5 separate regions of the Mus musculus genome follow, and regions 2, 3, 4 and 5 are each linked to region 1. A link is a contact called in public HiChIP or PLAC-seq and Micro-C data. All regions are on one chromosome and are shown on one strand. Each heading gives the region's core, a stretch centred on a gene start, on an enhancer-like site or on the middle of the called end of the contact. The rest is flanking DNA. Distances are from core to core; before and after follow the strand shown.

Region 1 (6,082 bases), core at 1,455-3,954:
CATGTGTGGAAGACAACCTCTGCTCTTGTTTTTCAGTTGCCAATCACCATTCCTAGAATTCAATGATTTGCAAAGGTGGCTGGCCAGCAAGCCCCAGAGACCTACCTGACTCTGCTTACCCTGTACCAGGATTCACAAACTCGAGGCATTATATTTCATTTAAAAAAAATGGATTCTAGAAGTTAAACACTTGTCTTTGTTCTTACAAGCTAGGCACTTTAGCTAGCTGAGCTATGAACCTGTATGCAGTGGGGATGGAGCTGGGGAGATGACTTCGAGGGTATGAATGCTTGTTCTGCAAGAATGAGGACCTGAGTTCAAATTCCTAGCACCCACATAAAAAGTTGGGCATTAGGGATGGAGAGATGGCTCTGCAGTTAAGAGTAATGGTGTTCTTGCAAGTACCCAGGTTCAGTTCCCAGCACCCACATTAGGCAGCTCACAAAGACCTGCAGCTTCAATCCCAGGGGATCCGCTACCCTCTTCTAGCCTCCATGGGCACATGCATTCACATGGTACACATACAGACAAGCAGGCACACCCACACAAAGAAATGAAGATGTAAAGGCTGGGCTCAGCTGGGTGTGCTTGTAATCCCAACCCTGGAGGACAGAGACAGATCCTAGGAACTTGTTTGCCAGCCAACCTAGCCAAAATGCTTCCGGTTCAGTGAGAGACCCTGTCTCAAGGCAGTAAGTCAGAGAGTGATAGAGGAACATACACACACACACACACACACACACACACACACACACACACACACACACACACGCTAAGTCAGAGGAAGTTGTGTTATTGAAGGTGTATCCTTAAGTGGATATTGGCCCTTTACTTCCAACACTCGCTTCTCTGTCAGTGAGAGACACAATGTGGGTGGCACCCAGGGAATGACATTGAGGCTTTCCTCTGCACCCGCAGGCACACACATGGCTCCTCATGCACAGAAAGAGAGAGAGGCCAGCTGCATAGGGTATTGAGGGACGCCAAACCCTCAGGTGCCCAGCTTTGTGGGTGGAATTTGGCAAAGATTGGCAGGAGTGTTAGGGGAAGGCTTAGAGAGCAAAAATCCCTACGGTGTGAGCCTGATGGTCTGAGTTCAGATCCACACACAGTAGCATGAGGGTCTGCAGTCCCAGCATGCCATTTAGCAGAGATGGGAGGCAGAGACAGGGAGAGTTTCAAGAAATCTGTGGGTCAGTTAGCCTGACCTATATGGCAAGACAAGAAGACTTTGCCTTAAATAGATGCAAAAGCAATGCACGAGTGTTGTGCATGCACACAGATACACACAAACACACAGAGAGAGACAGTCAGACACACACATACACACACACACACACACACACACACACACACACACACACGATGAGAGAATTAAACCATAATGCCAACTGTAGAGGAAGAAGAGGACGCAGGCCATCTTTCTACTCCACTAGGACATCAGAGTCCTAGGGTACAGAAAAATGGCTATAGTGTCATCCCTAGCTGGAAAAGTTGCCTGAGGCCTCTGGGGCCATCCTCCTGCCTGAAGCAAAGACCTTCCTTCCCTCACCCTGTTGGCAGATGTGCGCCAGTGTAAAGCCAGGCTGCACATGGTGCCAATTACACAAAGAAGCCCCAGAGCCCAGTTTCCCAGGTCCCACAGAAACACATGCAGGTGGCTGGCCCTGGGAGAGTCAGGCGGATCCAAGTGTGGGCTTAGCAAGATCCATTAGTGGATGCTGGTGCGCCTTGTAGAAGCTTTAGGGGACAGAGCTCTGATTACCAGAGGCCACACAAGGAGAAGAATCTCCATCAAGCCTCTAGCTCAGAGGTTCTCCACCTGTGGGTCATGACTCCTTGAGGGTCGAACAACTCTTTCACAGGGGTGACATATCAGATATCTTACATATCATTTATTTACAATTCATAACTAGCAATATTGCAGTTATGAAGTAACAACAAAACAAAATTTTTGGTTGGGGGTTGTGACCACAACATGAGGAACTGTATTGAAGGGCCACAGCATTAGAAAGGATGAGAACCACTGCTGTAGACTGTGTGGGAACTTTCTAGGGGCTGACAGGGGTGGGAGGAAGTGACTGATACAGAGATGTGGCCTTTGGAGTCCTTATTCTCCTCATTGCTGTGACTGAAAAACCTGGAAAGGGCAGGTCTATTTTGCCTTATTGTTTGGGGGTACTGCCGCTGTGGTGTGAAGCAGCTGGTCATGTCGAATCCACAGTCAGGATGCAGAGAGAGATGGATGCTGACGCTGGGGCTCAGCTTGATTTGCGTTTTTCTTCCCCCCCAGGATATCAGCACCAATGATTACATCACCCGTCCACATTTAGGGTAGGTCCTCTCACCTCAATTAACCCAACCTAGAAACTTTCGCACAGATACCCAGAGACTCATTGCCGGGTAGACTCCAGAGAAGGCCAAACTGGCATTTAGTACTAACCAGAGTCTGCATCCTGGGGCTGGGCTCACCTGTGCTCACCAGGGACAGATGCAGGGAGATCACTGCTCTTCTCTGAGCCCCATTTCAAGTCCCCTGAAGCTTGGCAGCCTCTCAGGGCGGCCTCTGAGCTGTATGACCCAACTTTTTCTGAGCCTCTCCTGCCTTAGAACCACAGGGAAAGGTCACCACATCTATCTGTGAGGCATCATGAAAGAATCGTGCTGCCGGCAGTAAGCCTGGGCTCCACATCCTTTTGTTCCGTCCAGTCACCTGCTTCTGAATCACAACAGTTGGTTGCTGGGTGTGCCTGTACTGCAAGGGAAGACAGGGGAGGCCTGAAGACTTGATCTAGCCTGCAGGGACACTTGTTCAGCCTCAAGACAGTGACTAAAGGAATCAGAAGTGCTCTCTCTCTCTCACACAAGCACATCCCAGCACACACACAGGCATGTTCACACAAGCATACGCACACATACACTCACCTAACGCTGGAAAACCTACAGCAGGCAACCCCTAAGTTATTCCTCCCTCAAACCCCAGTTGAAACTCTAACATTTGACTTGACTGTTTGAAGTAGTCTTTAAGAAGGTAATGAGATTGTAATTGAAGTTACATGAGATCACAAGGGTGAGGCCCTAAACCCTTAAGATCAACAGTCTTATGGGGAGAGGAAGTGGGCCTGGAGAAATTGGGCAGCAGTTAAGACAACTGACTGTTCTTCTAAAGGACCCGTGTTCAATTTCCAGCACCTACCTGGTGGCTTGAAACCATCTGTAACTCTGGTTTCTAAGAAACCAGATTCCCTCTTCTGGCCTTTGTGTGCACAGACGTAAACATGGGCCAAACCCCCATACACATAGAATAAAAATAATAACAAAAAAGAAGGGAAGAGACAACAGTGGAGGGAGGGAGGGAGGGAGGGAGGGAGGGAGGGAGGGAGGAAGGGAGGGAGGGAGGGAGGGAGGGAGGGAGGGAGGGAGAGTGGGGGGAAGAGAGGAAGAGAAGCACATATCTGAAGACTTGGCTATCAGGCAAGGCAGGAGAATCTTGAGTTCAAGGTCAGCCTCAGCTACATAATGAGTTTGGACTGGCAAGATGACTCGGTGGATCAAAGTGCTCAGTGTGTGCTCATACATACCAAATGAAATAAAAATGTTAAAACCAATCTAGCAAAGAAGACTTGGCCACTCTAGAAGACAAAGGGGGTGAGGGTTCACACCTCATGATAGTGTTCACTGCTCCAATTGGCCCATCCTCTGGGCCCCTGCTGCCCTGCTCACTGGGCTGCCCATCCCCAGCCCTCTGCAGGTGATCCCATCCAGCCCTGTGCAGTTCTGTGTCTCCCAAGCTTTCGTCTTTTCTCCCCTACCTTGACCTCTTGAGAACACAGTCAACTACTATTGTCATGCCAGAGCCCCTGTGCCTTGCCCAGGCTCAGAACAACATGGCCTTTATGTCTTGGGCCTTGTAACCGGTGGACTTGGGCGGATGCTATGGAGGGATGCTTGTGCCCAGGAGAACAACAGAATTACAGTGGGGGTGGGGCAGGAAGGCTGCGCTATGGCCACTATGGCCACGGCAGGTTTTTCACTGCCGAGGAGATGGAGACATAGTTTCTTGTTGCCAACCGCAGCAGTTTGAGACTCTCCCCTAATCTTTCCGGAACCTCAATTCAGGACAAATGCAAATGCAGGACTTTGAAGCCGAACAGAATTGAGGATTAGCAAGTATGATGAAGCAGAATTGGAACTTAAAAAAAGAAGGATGCTTAGAAAGAGGGACTGGCAAGATGGCTCAGTGGGTGGGTAAAGGCTTCTGCAGAGCAAGCCTGGAGAGCTGACTTTGCCCCCTGGGGCTTGCCCAATGGTGGAAGGTAAAAAACGGGCTCAGAGACCGCTGATCTCTACATGTTCCCCCTCCATATTATGTACAGACACAATAATAAACATTTTTTAACTTAAAAATAGATATTTAGACAGAAAGGCAGTCAAGAAGATAGTGAGGCATATCTGTAAGTGTTTATGTAGGCTCCTTCAGGGCAAGCCACACAGAAGTACGTTAACATTAGCCATATATACTATTTTGGTGGTTTTTCAAATAGCTAAAAATGCTTCTTTTGATAAGTGAGATGGGATGGCTGGTGAGATGCCTCGAAGGGAGTTATAATATGGTAAAAATCCAAAAACAAAGCAAAGCAAACTCCCACAAAACCAGGACTCACTAGAGCAGCATAGGGTTAGGGCATGTCCTTTTCCTGTAAAGGAGAAGATGCTAGAAACTTTCAGGCCAATGGCTGGGAAGAGAGGAAGCGTTAAGCGACTGCTAACTGTGCTGGAGTCCTTGCTTGCTGCTGGCAAGGGACTTCAGCCAACCTCCGGCTCTTTTCCCTCTCCTGTTCCTAAGATAGTTCCCTGTATTCCTCCCCAGCCTGGCTACCCCTTCTGCTGTTAGGTCACTGCTGGACCACAGCAGATCCAATCTTCCCTTGGTCAGAGGGCCGCAACCTGACAGTCATCCCAGTGGCCAGCCCTGCACTCAGCTCACTTAGGCTGTGTGCCTGAGCTCCAGGTACGAGCAAAAAGTAGGAATGATGCCGCTCACAGCCTTCCTGGCCTCTATCCCTCTATGCACACCCTTTAGGCTATGCCACATACTTTCCAACCCAAGCTCCCTAGATTACAGAGACTCAGAAGAGATGCCAGAGGGAAAGGGTGGGGAAGAGGACCTGACCTTTTGGAACTTCCACCCTAGACACAGAAACCTTGGGGTAAACTCTGAGAAGAGAAAAAGGTTCTAGCCTTTATGCCCTGTAGTGCTGAGCTCTGGCCCAGATGGTTGGTTACTTCGGAGATACTAGCAGATTCCTCAAATGGGACTGGGTGCTAAGACCTGGCTACATGCCTGGAGCGTAGGCCACAGAGCACTATGTTGTCTGCACAGCCTACTGGGCCTGTGCTTAGGGAACAGGCAAGGTTATGGATGTAATGCCCCTACCCCCAAACCATGAGTACGCATTAACTGCTGTTATTACCCAGGTCTATGATCCGTGTTGTAGGGAACCCACGAGGCTCAGACATAGCCCCACCTCTGGGGAAACTGCAGCAGGAGCCACAAACACAACTTAGAGATTGAAGTCACTTCAGAAAGCTGGTAACACTCAGGGATAACTTCTGAGGAACCCCAAAAAGGAGAGGCCTGAAACTTGCTTTGGAGAAAAAAATCAGGGGAAGATTCTTGGAAGAGGTGGTAAAAAAAAAACAATCCCCTCTAAGAGGTCTGAGCATGACATTGTAACAGGAGCTGCACAGATGAAGCTCTGGGAAGCGGCTTCTGTGGATGAGTAGTGTCTCCAGCCTCCTGGTAGCAGTTTGGAGACCTGACCAGTTCTAGACAACCTTGGGCACTGGCCTCAGGTCTCAGACTTGTCACATGGGCATCTCGGCCCTTTGTTCTTTCTGCTCCCTCACCTGGCACCCATTATGCCCTGTCCTGCATCTGTCTTGCCTGGTCTCTCCTTGCTTCCTGTCTCTGTGTCTCTGTGTCTCTTCTCTCTGTCTCTCTTCATATGTCTCTCTGTCTGTGTCTCTGTCTGTGTCTCTGTGTCTGTCTCTGTCTCTTTCTCTCTCTGTCTCTCTCTCT
Region 2 (6,082 bases), core at 2,480-4,979, 250 kb before region 1:
CAGAGCTGCCCGAAAGAAGCACGATGTAGGCTGATGCTGTTCAATAACAGCAGTGGCTTCTTTGCCAGTACTTGCAAAGTGAATGCCAGGTCCCTGAGTCCAACCCTGCCAAACCCACCCCCTAGCCAAGGGCCTGTGTTTCCCTGCAGGGGTTGTGTGGCCAAGCACTGCACCTGGGTTCTCAGTAATATTTACAACCCCCCCCCCACCTGCTGCCCTGCATGTGTGTAAGCCAGAAGTCACCCATGGGTGTATTTCCTCAGGTACCCTCCTCCTCTTCTTCTTCACAGGCCCGAAACTGGTTGAGTAGGCTAGACTGGCCAGCCATTGAGCTCCAGGGATCCACCTGTCCACCTTTCCAGCTGGGAGCACTAGTAATGTGCTACCACATCCAAGTTTTTGTTGGTTTGTTTTGCTTATTTTTGAGACAGGGTCTTACATAGCCCTCGCTTGCCTCAAACTCCTTGTAGAGCTGAGGTAACCCTGAACTTCTGGTCTTCTGCCTCTACCTCCCTGGGCTGGGATTACGGGTGTGCACCACTATGCCTGGCTGGTGTGACCCTGGGGTGGAACCCAGGACTTCCTGTAGGCAAGCGAGTAGCCCACCTTCTGGGCTCTGTTTACCCCCAGCCCAAGCTCATGGATTCTGGAGGTCAAACTCAAGTGCCCATGCTTGTACCACAGCACTTTACCAGCTGAACTGTCCCTGGGGGGAGAATGCTTGTTTTATATGATCTGCCTTGTTTCTTAGGCTTTGTCGGTCCTAAATTGACACTTATCATGGGTTATGAAACACATGTGCACACACACACACACACATGTACACACACACACACACACACACACACACACACACACACACAGAATGGCATGAGAGGAAATGTTTTGTGCCCTTAGATGAGCACCCTCTCTCTATCTTCAGTGTGTCCACAGCCACTGTGTCGCCATGTTTTCTTTCCCCCTTGTTTCTGCCATTGGGTTTGTCTGAGTTCCTTGATAGTGTCAAGCCAGAACCTTACGTGGGGGTGGCCTGGTTGTGTAGCCCTCTCACTGATGGGCATGATTGTATTCAAAACTGACAGGCACAGTCATGTCCCCAGCCAAGACCAAAGGCTGAGGTCACCAGCAGAATCTAAGGCAAGAGCTAAATGAGGTTTCAAAGCAACAGGAACTCAGCTCTTCCCCTTTAGAGGGGACATGTGTCCCTCACTCCCCCGCAACACAAGATGATCTGGAAGAACTCAATTTACACCCTCAGCTCCTGTGGGCTGGGGGATCAGCAGAGGGCAGGATAATCCCAGCTTCTCCAGCAGATGGTTTCTGACTACCCTTGACCCAGTTCCCTCCCGGCAGTTGACTAGCAGCAGGGCTGGAAGTGTGGACCCTCCTCCCACCAGCAAGGACAGGGTGGCTTTTGCCTCTTTGGTGCCAGGTCAACAGGCAGATTTGCTTCAAGTTCCCGAAGGCAAACAGCTACTGTCCCTTTTTTTTTTCTATAGCTCTGTCCAGCCCAGTCGAGGCTGGTGAGAAAGACTATCTGCATAGGTCAGGCTGGAGCTGGGGGGAGGGGAAGGGGTCATTAAACCTTTCATTGGCTTAATGACTTCTCTCCTTCATTCATCAGTCGTTCCTTCCTAAGCCCTCCCTGGTCATCTGTCAGGTCTGGCACTAGACAGAGCCCGTGAGACCTAGCCCCTGTGCTGGAGCTAAGTCAGGCAATGAGGCAGCCAGCCAGGCACTGGGCACCTACCTAATTAGATAAATCACTTCCCTGGGGCACAGAGGGCCAGTGAGGGCTTCACCCAGGAGGAAAGACTGGGCTAAATCTTAAAGACCAAGGATGAAATAGCCAAATAGTGGGTGGATCTGCTTACAGAAAGAGCCAGAGGGTCAGATTGTGTATTGTGCCTGGAGTGTATACACAAAAGTCTGAGGTGGGGCAGGTAGGCTCAGGACCATATTCAGGTTGGGCTGTCACAGGCTGCCAGGAGCATCTCCTAGTTGCCCAAGGGCTCACTGGACCCTGAAAGGGCGGGGGAAAGGACACAGGACAGGAACAGCAAAGAATGGGTCTCCTAAGGGCAGAAGGGCTATTATCGTCTGGATTCTGCGGGGGCGGGAAGGAGAGGGGCTCTTGCTTCAGACTCAGAGTTGGTTAAGTCAGACCCGCCCTAGTTTTGCCCCGCAGACTTCTGGTCTGTTCCTCCTACAGGGAGAGAGGGGGCGCTCTGCTCCCAGACTTTCGTGCTTCCGCGGAACTGCTGTTCTGGCTAAGGTCCACAGGGTAGGGTTGTCTTGGGAAGTTGGGAAGCAATGGATGTTGGTGGAACGACCCCCCTCCCCAAGTCTGAGGTGTCTTTAGGGAGGGTTGTCCCGATTCCAAAGAGAACCATCCATGCGTCTACCTCTCAGTCTTGCCTGTCGTTAGGTGAGCCTATTGTGGGTAAGCGTCCTGGGAAGGGGGGGGGGGGGCTGTTTGCAGGCAATGTGTTCTGGTCTCTGGGAACTGTGCCCCGTGGGCATTGTCGTCCCAGACCCAGGTAGGGTCGGGAAAAGAGACAGAAAGAAGAGGGTACATTTGCAGTTCTCTAGTCAGTACTGGGAGTCAGACTCCCACCCATTACTGGCAGCCAGAAGAGCGTCCCAGAACCATCTTTATATCCGCTTCTGCGAGGTTGGTTTAGTCTGTTTGGACCTCCCAAAGCACCAGTGTGGTGCAGGTATCACAGTGCCCCTTTACAGCCGAGAGAGAGAGAGAGAGAGAGAGAGAGAGAGAGAGAGAGAGAGAGAGAGAGAGAGAGAGAGAGAGAGAGAGAGAGAAAGAGGCAGGGCAAGGTGAGGTTGGACTGGATTCAAATCCGGTAGTACCTGAGCCCTTCATTAGAATCTGGGTTTGTCTGAGGCCAAGTGTGACAAGACACGAATGGGACAGTGGAGACCCCAACAGTCTGGCAAGCCCTGAGCCTCCAGAGACCTTGGGTCCTCAAAGATGGGTTCCCAAACAATGCAGGTAGACCCTCGGGCCAACTACAGCAGAGCTGGCCAAGCCTCCAGCAGCCTCCGCTTCCCTTACTCTTCTAGCCCAGGGGGTTAACCCATCGCCCATTGGGACAGCGGCCTCGGACGCTAGAAGAGGGCGCTGTAGCCCGAGGGTGGCATCCAGCCGCACCTCTTCTCTGCTGCATTCGAACTTACTCCCCACCCCCACCTAGCAGATTGGATAGCGAAAGATCGTCCCTTGAAGGCTCTAGGGGCAGCTGCGGCGAGAGAGGGTCGCCCGTCCCGGTTGTGAAAGGCGACAATTTGGGACGGGGGCGGGGGGCGGCTTTCGTGGCCCTGAGTAAGGGGTGTCCAGAAGCACCCGGATCCTACACCAGGAGCGTGTCGGTGCCATTTATCCATCGCCCCATGGGGCGAGGGTCTGGAGCACTCACGTGGTGGGAAAGTTTCGAGGTAGCAAAAGTGGCCTGGCATCGCGGGGGGGGGGGCGCAGGGTGGAGAGAACCTTCTTGCCCCTCCTCGCCAAGGCAGAAAGGGAAAGAGCGGAGGGAAGAGGGGGTGGGAGGAGGATCAGGCAGCAGCGACCTGCAGAATCCGCCTCCCCCTCCGCCCCCGGGACGCCCGAGTAGGGAGGCGCGGACCGTCTCCTCCCGCACTGCCCGGACGACACTCCCCCTCCCCCCTTTTTTTCCTGCCAACGTCTATCTCAACGCGCGCGCACATACGGAGATTGTGCGGCTTTTTTACCCCTCGGGAAAAAAAGAACAGGGAGTGGAAAGGAAGAGAAGGCAAAGCGAAGAACTCCTCGGGCGCGCTCTGCACTCCGAGCCACGGCTGGGCGCGGGGACGCTGCTGCCACCGCCACCGCCGACTCGCTCTCTCCCCGGCCCTGCAGCGTGTGCCAGTGGGAGCGCGAGCCAGGGCACTCGATTCTGGGGACACAGAGAGACTTTTGGCCGCCACTGCCGCGGCAGGCAGAAGAGACAGCGGCGAGAAGGGCCCTGCCACCGCCTTTCCCTCCTCCGCCGCCCCGGCCGGCCCGCTCAGGCGGCCAGGCACAGGGAAGCAGGGAGGAGCAGAGGCCCAGGAGAAGCGCGCCGCGGCTCGCCCGCCCGTGGATGCGGCGCCCGGGGGAGCCTGGAGACAACTTTGCCGGGTGACGCGCTGGGAGGACTGCAGGGCCCGCCGCCCAGGAGGGCTCGGCACCTCCTGTAAGAAGGGCCCGCGCAGCGGCGCTCCCCCGCACAGCTCTCTCTCCTCCCGCCGGCCCGGAGCAGGGGAGAAGGACCTGCCCATCACCGCCGCTGCCTCGGGCGGCCGTGTCCTCGCTGCGAGCAGCGACAGGGCGAGGCGCTCAGGTGCGGTCGCGGGGCCCCAGCCGCAGCGCCCTCCGCAGCGCCGCGCCCGGGGTCTCCGGCACCTTCGCTTCAGTCTCCAGAGCGACTTGCGCCCGCTGCCGCCTCTTCCCTCCACCTTTCCAGCCCGGCCGAGCCAAGCCACCGTGCCAGCACCGCTGCTGCCGCTCCTCGCTTTCGCTTCACCCCGATCAGGGGGCTGCGGTGGCCCTCGACGCGGAGAGGATGGGCAGGCTGCAGATGCCTAGGCGCCCCGAGTCGTCAGCGCGCCACTGACCCGGCGGTCCCCCCCACCCCCTCACCGCCAGCCCGCGTTCCCTTCTGGTCCCCGCGGCGCCCCTTCTCGGCCGCGCGGGAACCCCCGCGGCCCGGCCGGCCCCCTCCCCCTGCGAGCCGGCGGCGGCGCTCCCGGCAGGCGGGCGGGCGGAGGCCCGGGCGGGGGCGGGGCGGGGCGGTGCGCCCAGAGCCCGGAGCCCGGCCCTGAGCTCGCTTCGCCTCGCCTCGCGGCGGGCGCCCTCGTCGCCAGCGGCGCACCATGGACGGGCTGCCCGGTCGGGCGTTGGGGGCCGCCTGCCTTCTGCTCCTGGTGGCCGGCTGGTTGGGACCCGAGGCCTGGGGCTCTCCCACACCCCCGCCGTCGCCCGCTGCGCCGCCCCCGCCCCCGCCACCCGGAGCTCCGGGTGGCTCGCAGGACACCTGTACGTCGTGCGGTGGCGGCGGCGGCGGCTTCCGGCGGCCGGAGGAGCTGGGCCGGGTGGACGGTGACTTCCTGGAGGCGGTGAAGAGACACATCTTGAGCCGCCTGCAGTTGCGGGGCCGGCCCAACATCACGCACGCTGTCCCCAAGGCCGCCATGGTCACGGCCCTGCGCAAGCTGCACGCCGGCAAGGTGCGCGAGGACGGCCGCGTGGAGATCCCGCACCTCGACGGCCACGCCAGCCCGGGCGCCGACGGCCAGGAGCGCGTCTCCGAGATCATCAGCTTTGCAGAGACAGGTGGGTTCGGCCACAGGGAAGCCAGAGGCGGCCGCGATCCCTCCCTTTTTCCTTCTCCTAGGAAGCCCTGCTGCCTTCACCGCCTCTGCAGCCCGCACGCCCCGAGGGCATTTAGGCTCCGGGCAGAGACGTTCTGCGGTGGCCTTGCGCGCTTCCCAGGGTGGCAGTCCTTTTCTATACTGCGCGCCCAGACTACAGATCCTTTGCGGCTTCCCTTTCCCTGCAGCAACTGGGAAGCACCCTGCCCTTCATCCTGGCTCACGGGAATTGGGCCCCAGCGCCTCTGGGCGCGCGTCCCCCTCCCGGCAGATGCGCGCAGCCCTGGCTCTGCGGGCACTTGCTTAGTGATTGCTTAATGTTTTTGTTTCCCACGATCCGAGTGTAGGCTTAGCAGTGTAGAGATGGAGATGTGTGTGCTTGTTGATATACGTGGGCAGGAGAGGAGAGGGAAAGGGAGAGAGAGAGGGAGAAAGAGAGGGAGAGAAAGAGGGAGAGAGAGAGAGGGAGAGGGAGAGAGAGAGGGAGAGAGAGAGAGAGAGAGAGAGAGAGAGAGAGAGAGAGAGAGAGAGAGAGAGAGGCTCCCGGGGCCGCTTGCGTCGCCCGGCGGCATGGGCTTGCCAGGATTGCTGAAGCATCGGTGGGGAGAGCTAGGCAACCTCCCTTCCGATTGTGTGGGCACCAGAGTCGGCGGAAGGCAGCTTCTCAACAGGTCCATCATTTACGCAAAGAAGC
Region 3 (6,082 bases), core at 1,750-4,249, 230 kb before region 1:
TGATGGACGAAGCCAATAAAAGTGGGGTCCCTGTGTCTGGGGTTCCTCCAAGGACTCATTTTCTGGGCACCCCAAATCTTATAAATGAGTGGGTACTTGTGAGATCAGCAATAGCTATTACTTTGGCCTGGTGGTTTCTGTAAGGCGAGGCAGGTGAGACTGGCTCAGAAGGCTACAGAGCAACTGCTGGGAAGTGCCTCGGCACACCACAGGGTAGTGGGCAGGAGCTGCGGGTCAGAGCGGGGCACGGAATCCTCTGAAGGCTGTACAGGAGAGGCAGTCTATCCAGGCTAGTGACCTGAGAGAAAACAGGAGAGAGTATGGTAACCACATCAAAGGACCATCTGAGTGAAAACCGGATGGCCGACTCTTCACGGACTAGGCCCAGAGGCTGCTGCTGTGTGGGTGTTTCTAGGTACTTTCTACAAGGCATGTGGTAGATTTTCTTAGGACACACTAGGAACTCAGTAGGAAAAAACAAACATGAAGGAGAATGTTTAAAGACAGGGGCTAGCCTGGTGTGGTAAGGGAGGCAGAAGCAGTCAGATCTCTGTAAGTTCGAGGTCAGCCTGGTCTACAGAGCAAGTTCCAGAACAGCCAGGGCTACACAGAGAAACCCTGTCTCAAAGGGAACAAAACAAAACAAAACAAAACAGGGATGTCTAGGCTGGGAAGATGGCAAGAGGATGAAAATTTGATCCCCAGAAACTATGTAGTAAGCCATGTGCCTTGCTTTTGTTAATCCTGGAGCTGACAGGACACTGGCAGGCCAATCCCTTCATTACCCGGGCTGGTCCCTTGGGCTTGGTAACCAGCTGCCAGTCCAACTGGTCAGCAAGCTCCAGGTTCAGTGAGAGACCCTGTCCCCCAAACAAGATGCAGAGTGACGCAGGGAAAACCATGGTAGACAGAGCCTCTGCTGTAATACCTGAGATTGACCTCTGGCCTACACACATACATATGCACACGCGCATGTACTCACACACATTCACATGCAGGGAGAAAGAGAGATGAAAGAAGAGGGAGGCTGTAATGGTATTTGCCTCCTGAGCCCAGTGACCCAAGAATCCTCAGAATTGTGTGAGAGCTGGACTCTCCTCTGACATCCACATACATATGTGCACTGATACACAAAAATGCTTAACACGCATAGTGGTGCACACCTTCAATCTCAGCCCTTAGGTCAACCTGGTCTACACAGAGAATTCCAGCATAGCCAGGGCTACATAGACAGACCTTGTCTCAAAACAACAATGAAGTATGTGTAGACACATACACAAAAATAGATAAATGAATATATCAAAAAGAAAAGAACACTCCCCCTTTCTGAGACCTGATCTTCTTGCCCTGTCTCTTGTGTGCTGGACCACAGCCACAGGCCTGCTTCACCCCGTTTCTCTAAGCACTTCTGGGAATTGAACCCAGGGCTTCCTGAATGTGAAGCAAGCTCTCTAGCAACTTAGCTCTACTGCCAGCCCAGCCTTTTCTTTTTAACCTGAGAACTTACTGCCTTTGTATGGATTGAAAGCAACATTTCAGGACCTTGGTACCTGTGTCATCCTGGGTTAAGGAACCTCAAAGAAACAGCTGTACAACTTTTCAGAGCCTTTATTTATAATTTATACTTTTGAGGTTTAAAAACATTTACTTAATTGTGGATGTGTGTGTGTCTGTGTGTCTGTGTGCTGGCGCATGCATGTCATGGGATGCCTGTTGAGGTCAGAGGATAACTTGCAGGAGTAGATAGATTCTCTCCTTTCACCAGGGGATGCAACTTACATCTTGCCGGGGGCAAGAGCCCTTACCCTCAGAGTCACTTTCTGGAAGCAGAAACTCACCTGCATTTGTCTCCTGAGGGCTGGAATTAAAGATGTGCACCATCACAGCCAGACTGCAATTCATCTTACTGCAAATAAATTTGCAATCCCATTATTCTGTGGAAAAGCCTAAGCCCAGGGGTAGCTGAAATCTCCTGGAAATGATTCCCTCAGGGCCCAGCCCACAGACCCCACACGGCCAGCAAGTGTTGGTAGAGCCAGGCTGGTTTCTCCACTCTTTTCTTGTCTTGCTCTTCTTGACCTTGAACTCTGGGGCTTCCTGTCTCTATCTCCCAGATGCTAGGATTACAATAGTAAACTACCACACCTGGCTCCAACCTGCCCTTTTTACTTAGAAAGAAAAAGGAACTCTTAGTGTAAGGAAATGGGCTTCCACATCAATTTAGCGTGTGGGTGTGTTTTCTGGGACCTGATCCTTGGCCAGCCCTTGCTGGTGTGGACCTGAAGCCACTGGGAGGGAAGTTCAGGAATAGGGGGAGAGAGAGAATGAGAGAGAGAGTCAGAGTCAAGGGGACTCTTGGGGGAGGGAACTCTTGGGCTAAGACCTGAAGGAGGGCCGGGAGTCCTTCAGCTAAAGCAGGGAGTTTCTGGGGAGTACACGGCAAGGGCAAAATTTGGGATACCATAACCAAAATACTGGAACTAGGGATGTGACTAGTTGGTAGTATTCACGAAGCCCTGAGTTCAATCCCCCAAACTATGAAAATCCCAGATACAGGGTTCTGGGGAAAGCTGGGGCGTTCACACTCTTAGGAGTCGATGCCTGAGGCACTTTGCCTTTTTGCAGCCATTTCCTAGATTGAAGGTTGAGTTAAGGCTGTGTCTTCTTGAGTTGGAAGTTCACTCGCTCACCCCAAGGTGCCTGCCTATCCTATGTCTAAGCAGCTCAGGGTTTGGTGAGCATAGAATTTGGATAAGGCCAAGTGTCTGGGTCACTCCCGTCACTCCACATCATTGACTCCTAAGGAAGGGGGGGCGTCATTCCTGTCTCCCCCAAGGGGACTGCTGGCAGTCTGGAGCGAGCCTGCCCTGGCTGCCTTTCCTTGCTCCATCCGTGATGTGATAGCTCCTTATCTCTGTTGTGTCTTGCGGCTGGCTAGGGGGCTTCTTAATCTATAGCTGGGCTGGGGCTGGCCAAGGTAGCTGTGGGCTCCCCTTTGCCCTGGTCCTTGCTCCCAAGGCCCCTGCTGGCCCAGAGCTGCAAAAGCACTCCTGACTCTCCACGCACCCTCCTGACTTTGCGGGTACACACAGACTTGGGCATTCCTGAGGGCTTGCAGACTGGCACCCATATGGTACTAAGTCAGCTTCTTGGGTCTCCTGAGTCTAAGCTGTCGGGTGCACCGTGTGACCAGAGACCTCCCAGGAGGGCTGACTGTATGGTGGAATGCTGCTGTGGGCACCCAGGATGCTGTGCGCCCTGGTCCTCTGCAGTGGTCTGAGGCCTGTCACTCCTTTGGGTTGGTGTACAGGGTTGGGTTCCAACTGTCATCTTATCCCAACATCACTAGGGTTTGGTAGACTCCAGATCTCTTCTGCAATCAACAAGGCTAGGCTGGGCCAGGTCAGGACCCTGCTGGTGGGGCAGACACTTGGAGACCAAGAGGAAGACATCTTAGTGGCTAGCCGTGTGGTCCCAGGTAGCATCCCCTCATCCAAGCCTTGCTCAGCTTTACTGACTTCAGCTAGTCTTCTGAGAAACGAGGTCAGGTGGCTGTGCTCTAAGTTTAAAGTTGCTCCTCAGAATAAGGAGGTAGCTCAGCTGACAGAGTGCCTACCTCACTAGGTTCAGTTGCTAGCATTGAGCAAACTGGACATGATGGAGCATGCCACTCCCTAGTGTGAGCGATGGAAACAGAAGGATCAGAAGTTCAAGGCCATCCTTGCCTATACAGTGCTAGGCCAGCCTAGGTTCAATGAAGCTTTGCCTCAAAATAAAACAAGCTGCTTCTGTTAGTCTCTCTCTGCCCCAGCTGTGACCAGAAACCCCAAGCCCCTTCTTTTCCTGGACCCTCACTGTGTATCCAGGAGACACGTCTGGCTTCAGGGTCACTCACCCAAATGCTGAGAGAAATGTCAGCCCAGAGTCTTGGGCCACACTAAGGGTGGTTGGTGAAAGTTGGGTATTGATCTCTGTACATAGGGACAGATGAACTAAGTTTGTCCTGTTTGGACCCAGATCCCAAACTGACTTCTTTATTTAGGACTTCAACCCTGGAGAGTGCAGGGCTGGGATTCATATCATATTAGGTCAGCCTCCTGAGTATGCCTGGAATCTAAGCTGCCCGGGATGGGGGTGGGGGTGGGGGTGAGGGTGGGGGTGGGATGTGACCATCTCTTTCCCAGGTGGACTGGTTATAAGGGGGTGACTCTGTGGTCAGGCTGTGGATTTTGGGAGGTCCTCTTCCCAGTGGAGCCATAAAGTAGCTCAGCTCATAATTGATGGCTGGTATCTGACAATATGCTCCTAATCATGAATGTGCGCTCATCCTGACGGCCCTAGTCAGCCTAACTTCTGTGACCTTGGAAATCCTTCCTTCCGCCTTTGGTCTGTAATCTCCCCTCTCACCCAGGCCTCCCTAGCGCTCTGCCTGCTGCCTGGGGACTCCTTCCTCATGTCTCCCTTTCCTCCCCCATATCAAGCCCCATGCAATCTTCTTTCTAAACTTTGTTCCCTACCTCAGTGACTTATGAATTATCCACCAGCCTCTAGAAAGACTAGGAGCAGCAGCTGGAGATGCAGCTTGGTTGGTAGAACTTGTCTCTTACTCACAGTGCCCTGGATCCCAGTCTCAGCACTGCATAAATCAGACATGTAATCCGAGCACCTAGTAGGTGGGAACAGGAACAGAAGGTTATCTTCGGCTGCACAAAGAGTTTGGGGGCAGCCTGGGCTACATGAGATCCTGCCTCAAAAGAAGAGAAGGGGCCAGAGAGTAGACAGGGCTGGAGACATGGCTCAGAGGTTTGCAGAGGTCTTGGGTTTGGTTCCCAGCACCCGTGTGTTGTCTCACAACCACAACCACCACTCTAGTTCCAAGCAACATGACACCTTTTTCTGACCTCAACAGGAGCGAGACACATATGGTGCCCATACACACATGCAGGACACGCATACATGAAATAACAAATAAGTCTGAAGGAGGAAGAGGAGGAGGAGAGAGAGGAGGAGGAAGATGAAAAGGAGGAGGAAGAAGAGAAGGAAGAGAAGGAGGAGGAAGAGGAGGAGGAAGAGGAGCAGCAGCAGCTGCTGCTGTTACTGCCACCACTTTCTGGGCCATAGGCCCTTCAGACTAGACCAGTACAAAATGTGAGCTGCAGTTTTGGCTGGGGTTAGAGCCAGGGCTGACTCAGTCTAAAGCTCCATGCTGAACTTCAGGCTCAGGGAGACCTTATTTCAGAAACATAAGATGCAGAAATGATTGAGGAAGACACCCTGAGGTTGATCCTTGGCCTTCACACTCACCCACATAGGCACACAAGCACAGCAACACAGACCAGCACACCTGCAGGCACATGTGCACAGTAGGCATATCTGCTTGTCTCCCAGTCGTGTCTTAGTTTTTGTTGCTGCGATAAACACCGTGACCAAAAGCAACTTAGGGGGAAATGAGTTTGTTTGGATTCCATTTCCAGGTCACAATCCATCATTGAGGGAAGTCAGGGCAGGAAATCAAGGTGGGAATCTGGAGCAAAAAATCTCGGAGGAACTTTGCTTACTGGCTCACTCTGGTCAATGCTCATTTTGCTTTCTTTCTTTCTTTTTTTTTAAGCCATCATTATTCTTTATTCGACTCAGATGTTTTCAGGAATATTCCCATGTATCAGATTCCCATGTATTTTTTTTCATTTTTCTTTCTTACACAGCCAGTATCCAGTTTGCCAAGGGATGGTGCTACCCATAGTAGGCTGAACCCTCCAATACCATCGGTCACAACAGTCTTTCACAGCATGGCCACAGGCCAGTCTAATCTGGTCAAGTCCTCAACTGAGGCTCTCTCTTCCCAGATGACTCTAACTTCTATCACGATAACAATAAACTCACCTGGCACCTACTCTCCTGGTCAGAGATTGGCTGATGTATCAGTTTTAAAGGACCTAACGTAGCACCCGTCGTGTTCTCTGGTCTGTGAATGTTCCTTCTCTATGGTTGAACCACTTGGACATGATGCCTGTTTGTCCTGGAGGTTTGGGGAGGGGGCTGTCACCCCAGGATATCTTTCTTTAAGATCAGGTCCTTCACT
Region 4 (6,082 bases), core at 1,857-4,356, 180 kb before region 1:
GTCACCAGGGTAGAAAAAGGAGAGCAGAGGGTATGTGAGGGAGATACCCCATGACCAGTCAGTACAAAGTGGCAGACCCTGGATGGGTATGAATGCTTGGCCGTGGGCCTAGTGTGAAATCACATTTTCCTCACTAGGCCAAAGCTGGGTCACAGTATGCCCCTGGCCTCATACTGCCTTGCTCCCTTTGGCTTTGTCTGGGAACAGGGGCTGTCAGCCTCAAGGGAACACCCCAAGGCTCAGCCATGCTTGTCGAGAGGCATTAGTGTGAGGCTTTGAAGTGGGGACCTCCAGGCCTTGCTCTGGGCTGGGGTTGGTCCAGGGCTCCTTTCTTCTGGCCCAGGGGGTGAAGGCCTGTCCAGGTCTGTACTCGAGAGCAGCACCCGCTGCCTCAGATGCACTTGGCGGCCTGTCTCTCCTCAGTCTCCGGCAGGGTCTTTGAGTACTTGGCATCCCTCGGCCTGGGTACGCTGCCAGGCGGCCTTCATTGGCCTTTAGTTTCTGGTGACACCAGAAGTAACAGAAGCTAAATGGCAAGGCCTGACCTTGCAAGGAAGGGCGATTTAAATGAGCAAAACCGTTAAATGTACATCGGACACATTGAGATAAATTGCGTGGAGGGAATGCTCTTCTTTCTTCCCACCATTCTTCTCATCTTACATAACCTTTTGTGTGTCAGGGTGCGTGGGTGGGGTGGGGTGATGCTGGTGGGTGATTGTGTGTACGCCATTCAGATACAACCTGATGGAGTCCGTTTTCTCCTTCTACAGGGACTGAACTAAGGTCATGAGGCTTGGGTGGCAAGTACCTTCTCCTCTGAGCCACCCCACTAGCCCCTGAGATATACTAAAAATTGGTGTATCATGCACCTATTTACCACAATTTTTGTACCTGTGTGTGTGTGTGTGTGTTCGTGCAGGTATGTATGTGGGCACACATATATGTGGAGGGCAGAGGTGTAACCTTCAGGTAAAGTCCTGTGTTAATGAGACAGGTTCTCTCACATTTACCTGGAGCTTGCTAACTGGGATTGTAAGTATGTTACCACAAGCTGGAGTGTGACCCCGTGCTTATGAGGGTTACTGCTCTTCCAGAGGTAAACAAGTTCAGTTCCCGGCACACACACGAGGGCTGACAACAGCCTATATCTCCAGTTCCAGGCATCTGATGCCCTCTTCTGGCCTCTGAAGGCCACTGTGAAGCCTTCACTTTTAGTATCAAATGTATTTTTTATGATCAAATACAACCAACCAACCAACCAACCAACCAACCAACCAAACCTCCAAAAAATCCATGATAGAGTTAAAACTAGAAAAATAACTAAAGTTTTAATTTAAAAAATTAAAAATCTTTAAAGAAACAGGTGTGCCACTCCTCCTGTTTTTTTTTTTAAAAATAAATGAGGTTCAGGGGTTGAACTTGGGGTTCTCAGACTTGCGCAACGAGCACTTTATACCTGAGCCATATCTCTAGCCCATTCACCAGCAATCTGATATTCTGAGCCGTCTACATGTTTGTTTTACCTTACGTTTCTGCTTTTCCACAAGGCCTGACCACCTTACCTGAGGTCTGTTGCCCAGACTGGAGCAGGGTCTCATGGGGTCTGGCTTAGTCACACAGTCCAAGGGACTTGCTAAGTAGCAGCAGGCAAAGGTGTATGGCATAAGAAGCTTGAGTTCTGTGAGGTCGCTTCTGGGTCCACTCAACATGTCCTTTGACATTTGTTGTCACATCAGGCTCAGGTGTGACAGACCTTTTGTTCCCATTTTGGCGATCTGCCTTCTGACCGGGCCTCTGGGCAACAGGTTTGGTATGGCTTTCATTTTTCTCCTCTCCTGTGTTCTTTTTCACTGCCCCTCCCCCCTTTTCTTTTCCATGCTATATACCCCAGACTGGACACAAGCTTGTAATCCTCTTGCCTCTGCCTCTTATGGGTTGGAATTCCAACCCATATGTGTTGTTGGTGAGCAAGTCCCAGCCATCCTCCTGCCTCTGTTCCTCACCCAGTCCCTGAGTCCTTGTGCTTGTATAGCAAATGCTCTGATCCACTAAAGCTACTTCTCTGCCTCCCATTAGTTAATCTCAATTGTCAAATATGTGAAATATGTCAAAATTTGTGAAATATGAGACAAATTTCTGGGTACGTCTGTGAGGGAGGTTCCAGATTAGGTAAGCTGAAGTAGAGAGATTCACCCTGAACATGCTGGCACTGTCTATGGGCTGGGGTCCTGGACTGAATAAAACAGAGACTGTGAGCTGACACCAGCATCCATCTCTCTGCAGCCTGACTGTGGATGCCGTGTGAGCAGCCGCCTCCCGCTCCCGCTGCCGTGCCTTCCCCGCCATGATGGCCTGTGAGCTGGAATAAACCCTTCCTCCACGAAGCTGCCTCTGTCAGGCATCATGTCACAGCAACAGGAAAAGTCACAAATATAGGTGCTCACTCGTTGATGCCACGACACATTGGTCTTAAAGATTAAGGTCTGAGGTGACACCTTTCTCTTTGTGCACCAGAGGAGGGCACAGCACTGCTGCAGTGTATGGTCCCACTCTTGGGGTGGAAAGGGAAAGGGTGTGCTGTCTGTGTGACAGTGTAGAGTTCAGAACCCACACAGCTCCCTGCCTCCAGGTAGTGGGAGCTGGGAAGGGGTCAGGTAGTAGGATCCTATGCTCTCTCTCTAGGTTGCCAGTGCCCAGGAGGCCGGGTGCTTTGAGGGCCAGGACAGGAGAATCACTGGGTCTTGCTGGCTGCTGGCCTAGCTCTAGGTTCTGTGAGAAGACTGTCTCCAGGGACTACGATAGAGAGCAATAAAGCATTTGACTTGACATTTTCCTCTGACTTCTGTCTGTGTACACACTACATGTACACGGCACTATATTACAGTACAGTACATACCTCTCCAAACAGAATGATAACAAACATAGCTTTTGGGGGTGAAAACCTTAACTGACAAGCCTGCCCCAGCCCTTGACTGACTAGCCTGCTGAGCATAAGCTCACTATCTCCTTTTGTAAATCAGGGAAGAGCTGCTACGCGGTGTAGGACGGAAGCGCCTGCTCCCAGGCGAGCCCCAACACCAGCCCTTGTTGATCCAGCAGTTGTGGAGCATCAAGTTGGCCACGCCTCCTGAGTGCCCCTGGCTCTGGGCTTCTGATGGGAGCTCGCACAGCTAGGGCTCCTCCGTCCTTTTTCTGCTGTGGTGGACCTGGGGGTCTCTCCACAGGCCCCGCCATTGTTTTCTCCTGCCCCAATCTGTTTTGAATCAACCACGTTTTCCTCCTGAGCAGTAATCCCAAGCATCGGAGGGATATTGTGAAATGTCAGGCCTTTCTGGAGGAATCTCAGCAACATGTTTTTGAATGTTCAGCATCACATATGGGGACAATAAATACTGAAAATATGTGGAAGGGAACAGGATGGGAGCGTGCTTGGCTCGAAGCTTCGCTTCCCGCCCTGGAGCCGGATTTTTGCATCACAATAAATTAGCTGCTGTGGAAGGAGAGTCCCAGAAGCATTCTGGGCCCCCACCCCAGCAGCCCTTGACCTCAGGAGCCAGGCCTTGAGTCACAGACTAGTGTCCTTAGGCTAGTCTCCAAGAGCTCCTGGGTCGACTGTCTACAGCCCACTTGCTGAGCCATGGCTACCTATGCAGGCGATGGTGCTAAGATCGGGTAGCAGGACCTTACCGCCCGCTCTGCCTTCAGGGAACACTCAACGCTGGGCTGATACCAGTGGGGAAGACTCTGTGCCTGGCAAGTTTCATTCTCTGACAGCATTGACTCCCAGCACAGCAATCCAGAGAGCCCTGAAGATATATTCATCTTACACCCGTACCTACCGCCGTAATGAGAACCTGTGAGGTGTGTGTGTGTGTGTGTGTGTGTGTGTGTGTGTGTGTGTGTGTACAGGCTCATACAAGCTCACACAACACTTTAGATACAGCCTGTGTTTAAGTCAAGTTCACACTAATGTGAGAATGGTAACCTTGGGGGAGACACCTTACTTCTCAGTGTCCTTGTCCATAGAATGATAACAAGTGCCCTGTTCCAGGGAAGGTGTTCAGGACCTATGAGCCTGTCCTCTGTTTTCTTAGACACAGGCTGCTAGCATTGGGAGCATGCTGCCTTAAAGTAGATAATGGCTGGAACATTGCATCATTAACAACACAATAGTTGCCACTTGCCGCTGAGTACCCCTGTGTTCTTAGTTCCTCAAGCTGTCCAGGAGTTGGGTGGTTGTTGCCCCACCTTGGTGGGGTGACCAAAAACACCAGAGTGCCCATGGACAGTCTGGAAGAATGGGGGCTCCTGCCTGCTCCTGCACTCTTCTTGGTGGTTGTAAGTCATTCTGCAAAGAAGGGTTCACTGGGCCTCACACTCATGCAGTCAAGGATGACTTTGAATTTCTGATCCTCCTGCCTTTACCTGCTGAGTGCTGGGATGTCAGGCTACACAAGGTCTGACTTGTGTGATGCTGGAAACAGAGCTTGCGGCCTTGTGCACACTAAACAAGTACTCTACGAATTGAGCCACAACCCAAGATACCAGAATATGGGCCGGTAAGATGACTCAGCTTGTGAGAGAAGTAGCCATGCAAGGTACTTGCATGTAAGGTCTGAGTACAGTCCCCAAGATGGCCAGAAGTGGAACTGACTCTTGAAAGATGTTGGAGGAAGCTCAGGCCCAGAGAGGAAGGCCCTGCTGGACATATAAGAAAAGTAAGGTCGCAGTGACCAAGTCCCAGGACTCCCGGATGCTGCAGTTAAAGTGTCCCAGGGCCCTCTTCTGTTGCTGCATCCTCTGCAGGTGCCCAGGAAGCCATCCTTCCTGCTGTCTGTTCCCAGATCTGGCCCATGCTGGCCAGGATCTCCCTGAGGCCATATGTACCAGCCAGGTGGGAACCCAGAGGCTGGACTCAGCCCCTTGCAGCTGGATGACCTTGGGTCAGTCATTTCCCTCCTCCATTTCTCATTTCCTTTCTTATAGTGGAGGCCAACCCTCACTCCCAGAGTTTTCCAGTCCTGGATTGATTTCTGGGACACCCTTGGGCTGCTAGTATGTGCTCAGTTAATGAGTCACACCTGCTTTCTGGAAGAGTCCCCAGGCTCTTCCTCTTGATGTGGACCGGCTCCCATCTGGGGCAGGCTCTGTTTTGACTGCATAGTGGCTCCCCAGGGTGTCCCCATAGCCTGAATTTGGCGTTGGCATGTGTGTCCACCCTGCTCCACCCCTCTTATCCTCATTCCCTGTAGCAGCTGGCTCACGAAGGCTGCCTATAAGTGATTCATCTGTTTTGATCTGGGTCCTGTTAGGGACACCGCTTCTGTGGGCCCCAGGCCAGGTGACCCAATTCTTCCTCAACAAATAACAAAAATAAGGAGAGACTCAGCAGCCACCCATCCCACCAGCTGCCCACCACCACCATCCATTCACCAGATCCTTGCTATTTCCTATCTCCTTATCCGCCATTCTGCTCCCCTTCATCCAGGCTGCTGTTTCATTTAGTCATTCACTGCCTTGTCTAGAACCAGGTATCCAATCAAAATGGGTTAATGGGAGGCCGGTGAGTTGGTGCAGTGGTGAAAAACATTTGCTGTGCAGGCCGGACTTTGAGCCCAGAGCCCACAGTGGAAGGAGAGAACCAACTCCCTAAAGCTCTCCTCTGACATTGGCATGTGTGTGAATAATAAACAAATTTTAAAAATATATCTGATGAGCAGATTCGCTTCTTTGTGTATCTTAAAAGCAAACATTTTATTAAGCTTGCCTTGGGACTCTCCATGGGTTTTCAAGATTGAATCTTGGTGGAGAAGTCCAGTGAAAGAGGCTCAGATGGTAAAGGGCTTGAGGTCAGTATTCAGAATTAGGCAGCAATGCTTTTAGAATCCAGGGCTGGGGATGAGATGGGAGGAGACTGGGGGGGGGGGCCCCCCGGCGCGCGCGGAGGGGGGGGGGTGGGCTCGTGGGTCAGCCAGCCCCGCCAAATCAGTGAGCGCCTGCTTCTGTAAGAAGCTCAGTTTAAAAAAATAAAGTGGAAAGCAATGGAAGAAGACACTCAGTGTCAACCTTTAGTGTGCATGTG
Region 5 (6,082 bases), core at 1,643-4,142, 130 kb before region 1:
ACACCACGACCAAGGCAACTCTCATAAGAACAACATTTAATTGAGGCTAGCTTACAGGTTCAGAGGTTCCGTCCATTATCATCAAGGCCGGATCATGGCAGCATCCAGGCAGGCGTGGTGCAGGCAGAGCTGAGAGTTCTACATCTTCATCTGAAAACTGCTAGCAGAATACTGGCTCCTAGGTAGCTAGGACAAGGGTATGAAAGACCACACCCACAAGGGGCACACCTATTCCAACAAGGCCACACCTCCCAACAGTGCCACTCCCTGGGCCAAACATATACAAACCATCACAGGGACACGGTACATAATCTGGAAGTAAATGGTTACTGATTAAAGCCATGAGCAGTCAGCAGTGCTCAGGACCAGGCTCTTTTCCTCTTCCTGGTCTGTCCTTAGCCGCGTGCATGCTTGTAGCCTTAGGGTGGCAACATGGCCCTCTCTGCTCCATGGGAAAGTATAGGATCTCCTAGAAACTCTTGCTGAATCTCATTGGCCAGAGGGAGTCACATGGCTGCTGTGGAGCCAGGGCTGTTGGGAATGCAAGCCGTTCACTGTACTTCCCAGTGTGTGCTGGAGGCCAGGGAAAGGTGGCTGAGGGGCTGAGGATAGGGAGTCACCCAGTCACCAGCTGCCAGAGGAGCTGACTATTCATTTCCCAGGCCACAGACGGGAAGCCGGTGCCAGGGGCAGAGGATGCTTACTCAATAGGCAGTTTGATTGATTGACTTTGACATTCTGGGATGGCAACCAGAGATGCAGAGATAAAGTTGTCTCCTTGCCCTCCAGAGAACGAAGGGGAACAGTAGAAGAGCTGAGATGGTCTGAGCTGGTCTGAGCGTGTGCTTAGGGGCAGGTATGGGCCGAGCACTCGGACTTCTTGCTGGGGTTTCGGTGTTGAAAACAAGGACAACCTTGATCTTCAAATCCCCCTGCCTCTACTTCCCTAGTGCTGAGATTATAGGTATGTACTACCAAGCTTGTTTTATACAGTGCTGGGATCAAACACACGCAGTGCATGCTGGGCAAGCACCCCACCCAGTGAGCTACTCCCCCCAGCTTCATTCAGGCCCAACTGATAGGCACCATTCTAGAGGGTCTGGAGGAGGCAACTGAAGGTCAGGGAAGCTCATATCACATACGTCTATCTCTCTCACACGGGCCCATTCCCTTCATACAAGCCCACTTCCCTCAGACAGGCCCTCCTCTCTTACACAGGTCCACTATGCTCACAGAGGTCCAACTACCTCACACAGACTTACCTCCTTCACACATGCCCACCTCCCTCACAATGCCTTCCTCACACAAGCCCAGAGGCAACGCCTGGGTTTCCTTCATAAATGTGTCCTGGGAGGTGTCATAGTCTCCCAAAGGCCCACTGGTCCTGGGACCTAAGAGTCGAAGCATGGCCAGAGCCCAGCACTCTGTGTGAGGTTGCAAGCACGTGGGTGCACATGTGTGCAGGTCAGAGGTCGAGGCTGGATGTCTTTGTGGATCTCTCCCTGCTCTTGTTTAAAATTTTGTTTGAAATTACATGTTTGTGTATTTATTTTGCATGTGAGTGTATGCGTGTGTGTGGGTACATGCATGGTGTATGTGTGAAGTTCAGAGGTCAACTCTTGGGCGTTGGCTCTTTCCTCCTACCATGTGGGTCGTGGGGGTTGACCTCAAGTCTGATCAGCCTTCACCTGCTGAGCCATCTCCTCGGCCCCTCCTCCTTATTTTCAGATCCAGGACCTCTCATCCACCCGGGTGGAGCGCACTGATTTGGTTGGCCTGGCTGGCCAGTGAGCTTCACCCACTTCCTGAGTGCCGAGTGCGTGCTCCACCTGCTCGCTGGTTTAAGCTGCTTTACGGGGATTCTGGGGATCGAGCTCAAGTCCCCATGCTTGCATGACAAGAACTTTAATGACTGACCCACCTCTCTAGCACCCCATATACCCCAGCATTCTGAGCCTTGGGCTTGGCCACGGTCACTGGGTGTCAGGACCACCTTTCCCAGCTATCTCACAGATTGGCAAGACCCAGGCCTTTTGTATGGCCCCGGGTACCAAGGGGATTTGGAGAATGACTTCGTGCTGATTGTTCTTGGCCAGTTCAGTTCAATGGGGATTTAAAGACCACGTTGAGTGTCATGTTCAACTCCACATTCATGAGAAAAGAAATGTTTGCAGAGTTAAACATTTTTCAGGTGTAAAATCTTGTTTTGATTTTTTTTAGAAAAGATTTATTTATTTTATATAAGTACACTGTAGCTGTCTTCAGACACATCAGAAGAGGGAGTCAGATCTCATTATGGATGGTTGTGAGCCACCATGTGGTTGCTAGGATTTGAACTCTGGACCTCTGGAAGAGCAGTCAGTGCTCTTAACCACTGAGCATCTCTCCAGCCCCCTTGTTTTGATTTTTTAAACTAGTGATTAATTTTTTTTTCCTTAGGGAGATACCAGAGTCCTATGTTATATGTTCCGGGGCTCTAGGCACATGCCTTTATCATTGTGGTAAGCTTGCCCAGGGCTACCTATATTTAGTGCTTTGCTGTTCTTCGAGGTTCTCAGGACATGCAGGCTCCTTGAGATTGTTGTGGCTTTTACCCAGAGAGCCTTGCACAATCCCTGGCACACTCTTGGGAAATGAATGAGGAAACAGATAGAGGAATACTGACTGACCTCCTGGCTGAGTGAATGGCTGAACCACAGAGCAGGTGTCTGGAACGAGGGGCCTGGTGAGGTCCATCATTTCTGGTTTCTATCCAGCCCCTCCTGACAGCCTGTATGTATAGTGAACGAAGCTAAACATAGTAAGCTCACATGCAGGCATGTGAACAGCTCTTCTCCTCCTGCCCAGGGCTGACTGGCAGCTTGTGGGAAGTTTGCACAATCGTGTATGCTTCTTTGATTCTCATTTTTGGGCCATGGAGTCATCGGTGCCTTGGGCCTCTCCCTGTTCATGCTGGATCATCTCTTGGCCACACCAAAGGGACTATGTCTTGTTTGCAGCAGGAACTTCAGATCTAGTCCCAGTCCCCTTCAGGGAATCCACCCTGATTACAGGGCTGCCCGCGGAAGGGTGGGAGCCAAAAGCAGCTTTGCAATCTTTGTTTTGCTGATGAGGTCTAGTATCTAAAGAGACAGGATGGTCAACTGGAAGTGCGGCAAAGCTTGGCCCAGGATGGGCGGGCCCAACATGGCCGGTGCTTTCAGTGACTACCACGGGCTTGTAAATTCAAGCCTAGTCAGCTGGCTGGCCTGAGAACTTGGGTCAGGGGCTCCTCTGTTCCCTCATCTGTGTGGCACTGCAAGGTTGGCATGGAGACCTCCTGTGGTGCTTAGGAGAAGGGGCGGGATCTGGGGAGATGGCAGCTCAGTCTGGAAAGTGTTGGCTGTGCAAGCAGGAAGACCCCAGTTCACTCCCCCAAACCCACATAAGCAAAGTAAACAAACAAAAAACTTCTGTGTGGTGGTTCATGTTTGTAATCCCAGTGCTGGGAGGGCAGACATAGACGGGTCCCTGCAGTTTGTTGAACAGGAAGCCACAGGAGAGTGAAATATTCCATTCTGTTTCTTCTGCCCCATCTTTCCACACGTCTCCCACACGATCCCTCCATGCATAGGCATGAAGGGCCCATGCTGTGCTAGAACTGCCACATCAGAGAGTTCCTGTCCCCACTAGCTGTTCCCGAGGTGGTTGTCCTGTCCACCCACCTTCTCCTGGGCTCCCTGTTCTCACGCACCTCTTGCTTTTGCCAAGTTTGTTCAATCATGATCCGCAACTCCTTGACTCCCTGCAGACTTCCTAGACGCCGGTGGGGCTGGGGGTGGGTGGGTGGGTAGATGCTTTCTCCAGTGCTGACCCTAAAGACCCCAACAGAGGCCATGTGAGCAGTGACATTAGCACTGAGGAGGGGAACGGTGAGCAGCGCTTTAAAGGTCCTCAGAATCCTGCGGGGTGGGCTAGGGATATGGCTCAGTAAGGAGAGGGCTTGTCTGATCCCTATCAACTACTTGGTTTGGGCCTCAGTACCACAGGAACCAGGCATGGTAGTGTAGACCTTTAATTCTGGATATTAAGAGGTAGAAGCAGAAGGGTCAAGAGTTCAAGGTTATCCCCCGCTGCATAGCAAGTTTGAGGCCGGCCTAAGCTACATGAGATCTTGTCTTGGGTTTGCCTATGTGAGGATTTAAGGAACTTGCAATGGGAGGATTAGCACGGGCTATCCGGTAGATACAAGGGGATTAATGAGAGGAGGGCAGCAGGTCACGTGGGGAAGTGGGTATTTTTTTGTGGTTTTTGAGGATGGGAGAGAGGAAGAGGTCAGTAGCTGAGGCTTGTGGGTGTGTCTGGACCTATCAGGATCATCTTAGCACTGGTTGGCTTTTCAGAACTATAAGAGAACAAAAGCCTGTTTCTCTCTCTCTCTCTCTCTCTCTCTCTCTCTCTCTCTCTCTCTGTGTGTGTGTGTGTACAGATGCACATATGTTATTCATGCATATTTGTGTGTGTATGCACATGTGCTAATCCTTGGTGTTGGTCTCAGGAACCATCTTTAGTTTTCCTTCCCCCCCCCCCCCCTGAAACGGAGTCTCTTACCTGGAACTCAGCAAGTCGGCTCTGTGAGCTGTCCAGAATCTCAGGTCAGCTATCTGCACCTCCCCAGCACTGGGACAAGAGCACATGTCATGGCACCCATTTTTTAACACGAGGTCTGGGTTTCATGAATGTACATGAAGCACTTTCTTCCCAGTCCTGCTTTCTCTCCTCACCTTGGGCAGCATCAGAGGACAGCAAGCATGGAGCATTGAACTTCCCAGGGCCCCTGAGAGGAGGTGGCACCTTGTGACTAATTCCAGTCAACAAGACAGAGGTACAATTCACTCACTTCCCATTAGTGTGAGGCTTGACCCGCCGGTGTCCCTCTTCCCTACCATGGCCACTAAGGGTGGCTCAGCTGGCAAGACTGGTGGTGGAGCTTCTATTGGCTTGGGTCCTTAAGTGACTGTGTGGTGCTGATGATCAAGTGTCCCAGCATCTGGGGGTACACCATTAAGGCAGGGTAGCTGGTGCATTCCTGACCAGGGGAATTCTGAGGAGGCTCTGGGTGCCTCAAGGAGAGGACAATTGAGCTTTGGGGAGACACAGAGACAGTTCAGGCAAAGGCCTGGGGTCCTGGGGGCAGCATAGGCCTTGAGGCTGGTCTCTAAGGCTGTGGGGTGGGGGACATTGACTTCACATCAAGGTTTCTCCCTACATGTGCCCTCCTCTCCTACTGTGCATAGCTCCATGAACACCTAGTGAGTGTGCAGGTATCCCATGTGTCCACTCATGGGTGTATGTTGTGAGGGAGCCCTCTGCACACACAGGTCTGCATCTGTCAATAAATGTCTGTTGGTCTTTCTTCCTTCCCTTCCCTTCCCTTCCCTTCCCTTCCCTTCCCTTCCCTTCCCTTCCCTTCCCTTCCCTTCCCTCCCCTCCCCTCCCCTCCCCTCCCCTCCCCTCCCTCCCTCCCTCCCTCTCCTCTCTCTCTCTCTCTCTCTCTTTCTTTCCTTCTTTCCTTCTTTCTTTCTTTCCTTCTTTCCTTCTTTCTTTCTTTTAAGATTTCTGGGTATAGGTCTGCTCCCTACAGGGCAGGAGAAAACTGAAGTGCTAGATATAGGCAGACATCTGATGTTGAGCGTGCAAATGGCAGTCACAAACTGAGGGACAGGTGTGTGGTATGTCATACTTCCAAAATTCTCAACCACGGGCCAGCACGATGGTCAGTGGGTCAAGGTGCTTGCTGCCCAGGCTGAAGACTTGAGTTCAATCTCTGGAACCTATACAGTGGGAGAAAAGAACCCGCTTCTGTGCTTTGTCCTCAGACCTCCACACATGTCATCCCCTGTAGTAAATAAGTAAACAAATAAATAATATATTATATATAAATACATAGTTTATTATATTAATAAATTTAAATAGATATTTTATATATTAAAACATATAATTCCCAGGCAAGAAGATGATGTAAAGGTACAAGGTACAAGGACCTGAGTTCAATTCTTAGAACTGATGTAGAAACTGCTGATCATGGTGGAGCTTGCTTAAT

Evidence for each region. A called contact is a pair of places that touch in the nucleus more often than the background predicts. HiChIP or PLAC-seq counts read pairs in DNA pulled down with a chosen protein or histone mark.
Region 2: a contact with region 1 is called in an H3K4me3 HiChIP or PLAC-seq map of embryonic stem cells, with 34 read pairs. The contact joins the promoter of Inhbb here to the enhancer-like site in region 1. A contact is called at or near these places in 5 of 39 promoter capture datasets (3T3-L1-derived adipocytes, the SN4741 cell line and embryonic stem cells), 36 of 484 Hi-C or Micro-C datasets (the HL-1 cell line, brain, cerebral cortex and 11 more), 20 of 115 datasets of contacts at active chromatin or transcription factors (VIP interneurons, craniofacial prominence, embryonic basal ganglia and 9 more) and 3 of 9 other capture datasets (adipose tissue, liver and pancreatic islet).
Region 3: a contact with region 1 is called in an H3K27ac HiChIP or PLAC-seq map of embryonic stem cells, with 3 times the contacts expected there. The contact joins two enhancer-like sites. A contact is called at or near these places in 5 of 115 datasets of contacts at active chromatin or transcription factors (embryonic basal ganglia and embryonic stem cells) and 1 of 9 other capture datasets (embryonic stem cells).
Region 4: a Micro-C map of embryonic stem cells shows a contact between it and region 1, with 1.5 times the contacts expected there. The contact joins two enhancer-like sites. A contact is called at or near these places in 6 of 484 Hi-C or Micro-C datasets (embryonic stem cells and uterus), 5 of 115 datasets of contacts at active chromatin or transcription factors (all in embryonic stem cells) and 1 of 9 other capture datasets (embryonic stem cells).
Region 5: an H3K4me3 HiChIP or PLAC-seq map of embryonic stem cells shows a contact between it and region 1, with 6 times the contacts expected there. The contact joins two enhancer-like sites. A contact is called at or near these places in 1 of 39 promoter capture datasets (liver), 6 of 484 Hi-C or Micro-C datasets (liver, muscle stem cells and nephron progenitors), 10 of 115 datasets of contacts at active chromatin or transcription factors (embryonic stem cells and liver) and 1 of 9 other capture datasets (embryonic stem cells).

The regions. Positions count from the first base shown.
Region 1 is chr1:119,164,278-119,170,359 of GRCm38.p6, reverse strand. No RefSeq gene overlaps it. Among named protein-coding and RNA genes, the nearest start is that of Gm46144, 34 kb to the left of the region's middle. Within about 2 kb of position 2,704, at least 11 of the 459 cell types and tissues checked have an H3K27ac peak or open chromatin away from gene starts, as enhancers often do. A contact at or near this core is called in embryonic stem cells and trophoblast stem cells, where this site is marked.
Region 2 is chr1:119,419,895-119,425,976 of GRCm38.p6, reverse strand. It overlaps Inhbb (inhibin beta-B), which reads left to right and starts at 3,729. Exons shown (of 2, transcript NM_008381.4): 1 at 3,729-5,350. The coding sequence starts at 4,891.
Region 3 is chr1:119,394,923-119,401,004 of GRCm38.p6, reverse strand. No RefSeq gene overlaps it. Among named protein-coding and RNA genes, the nearest start is that of Inhbb, 24 kb to the left of the region's middle. Within about 2 kb of position 2,999, at least 10 of the 459 cell types and tissues checked have an H3K27ac peak or open chromatin away from gene starts, as enhancers often do. A contact at or near this core is called in embryonic stem cells, where this site is marked.
Region 4 is chr1:119,346,040-119,352,121 of GRCm38.p6, reverse strand. No RefSeq gene overlaps it. Among named protein-coding and RNA genes, the nearest start is that of Gm33388, 44 kb to the right of the region's middle. Within about 2 kb of position 3,106, at least 43 of the 459 cell types and tissues checked have an H3K27ac peak or open chromatin away from gene starts, as enhancers often do. A contact at or near this core is called in embryonic stem cells, where this site is marked.
Region 5 is chr1:119,297,086-119,303,167 of GRCm38.p6, reverse strand. No RefSeq gene overlaps it. Among named protein-coding and RNA genes, the nearest start is that of Gm33388, 5.3 kb to the left of the region's middle. Within about 2 kb of position 2,892, at least 38 of the 459 cell types and tissues checked have an H3K27ac peak or open chromatin away from gene starts, as enhancers often do. A contact at or near this core is called in embryonic stem cells, where this site is marked.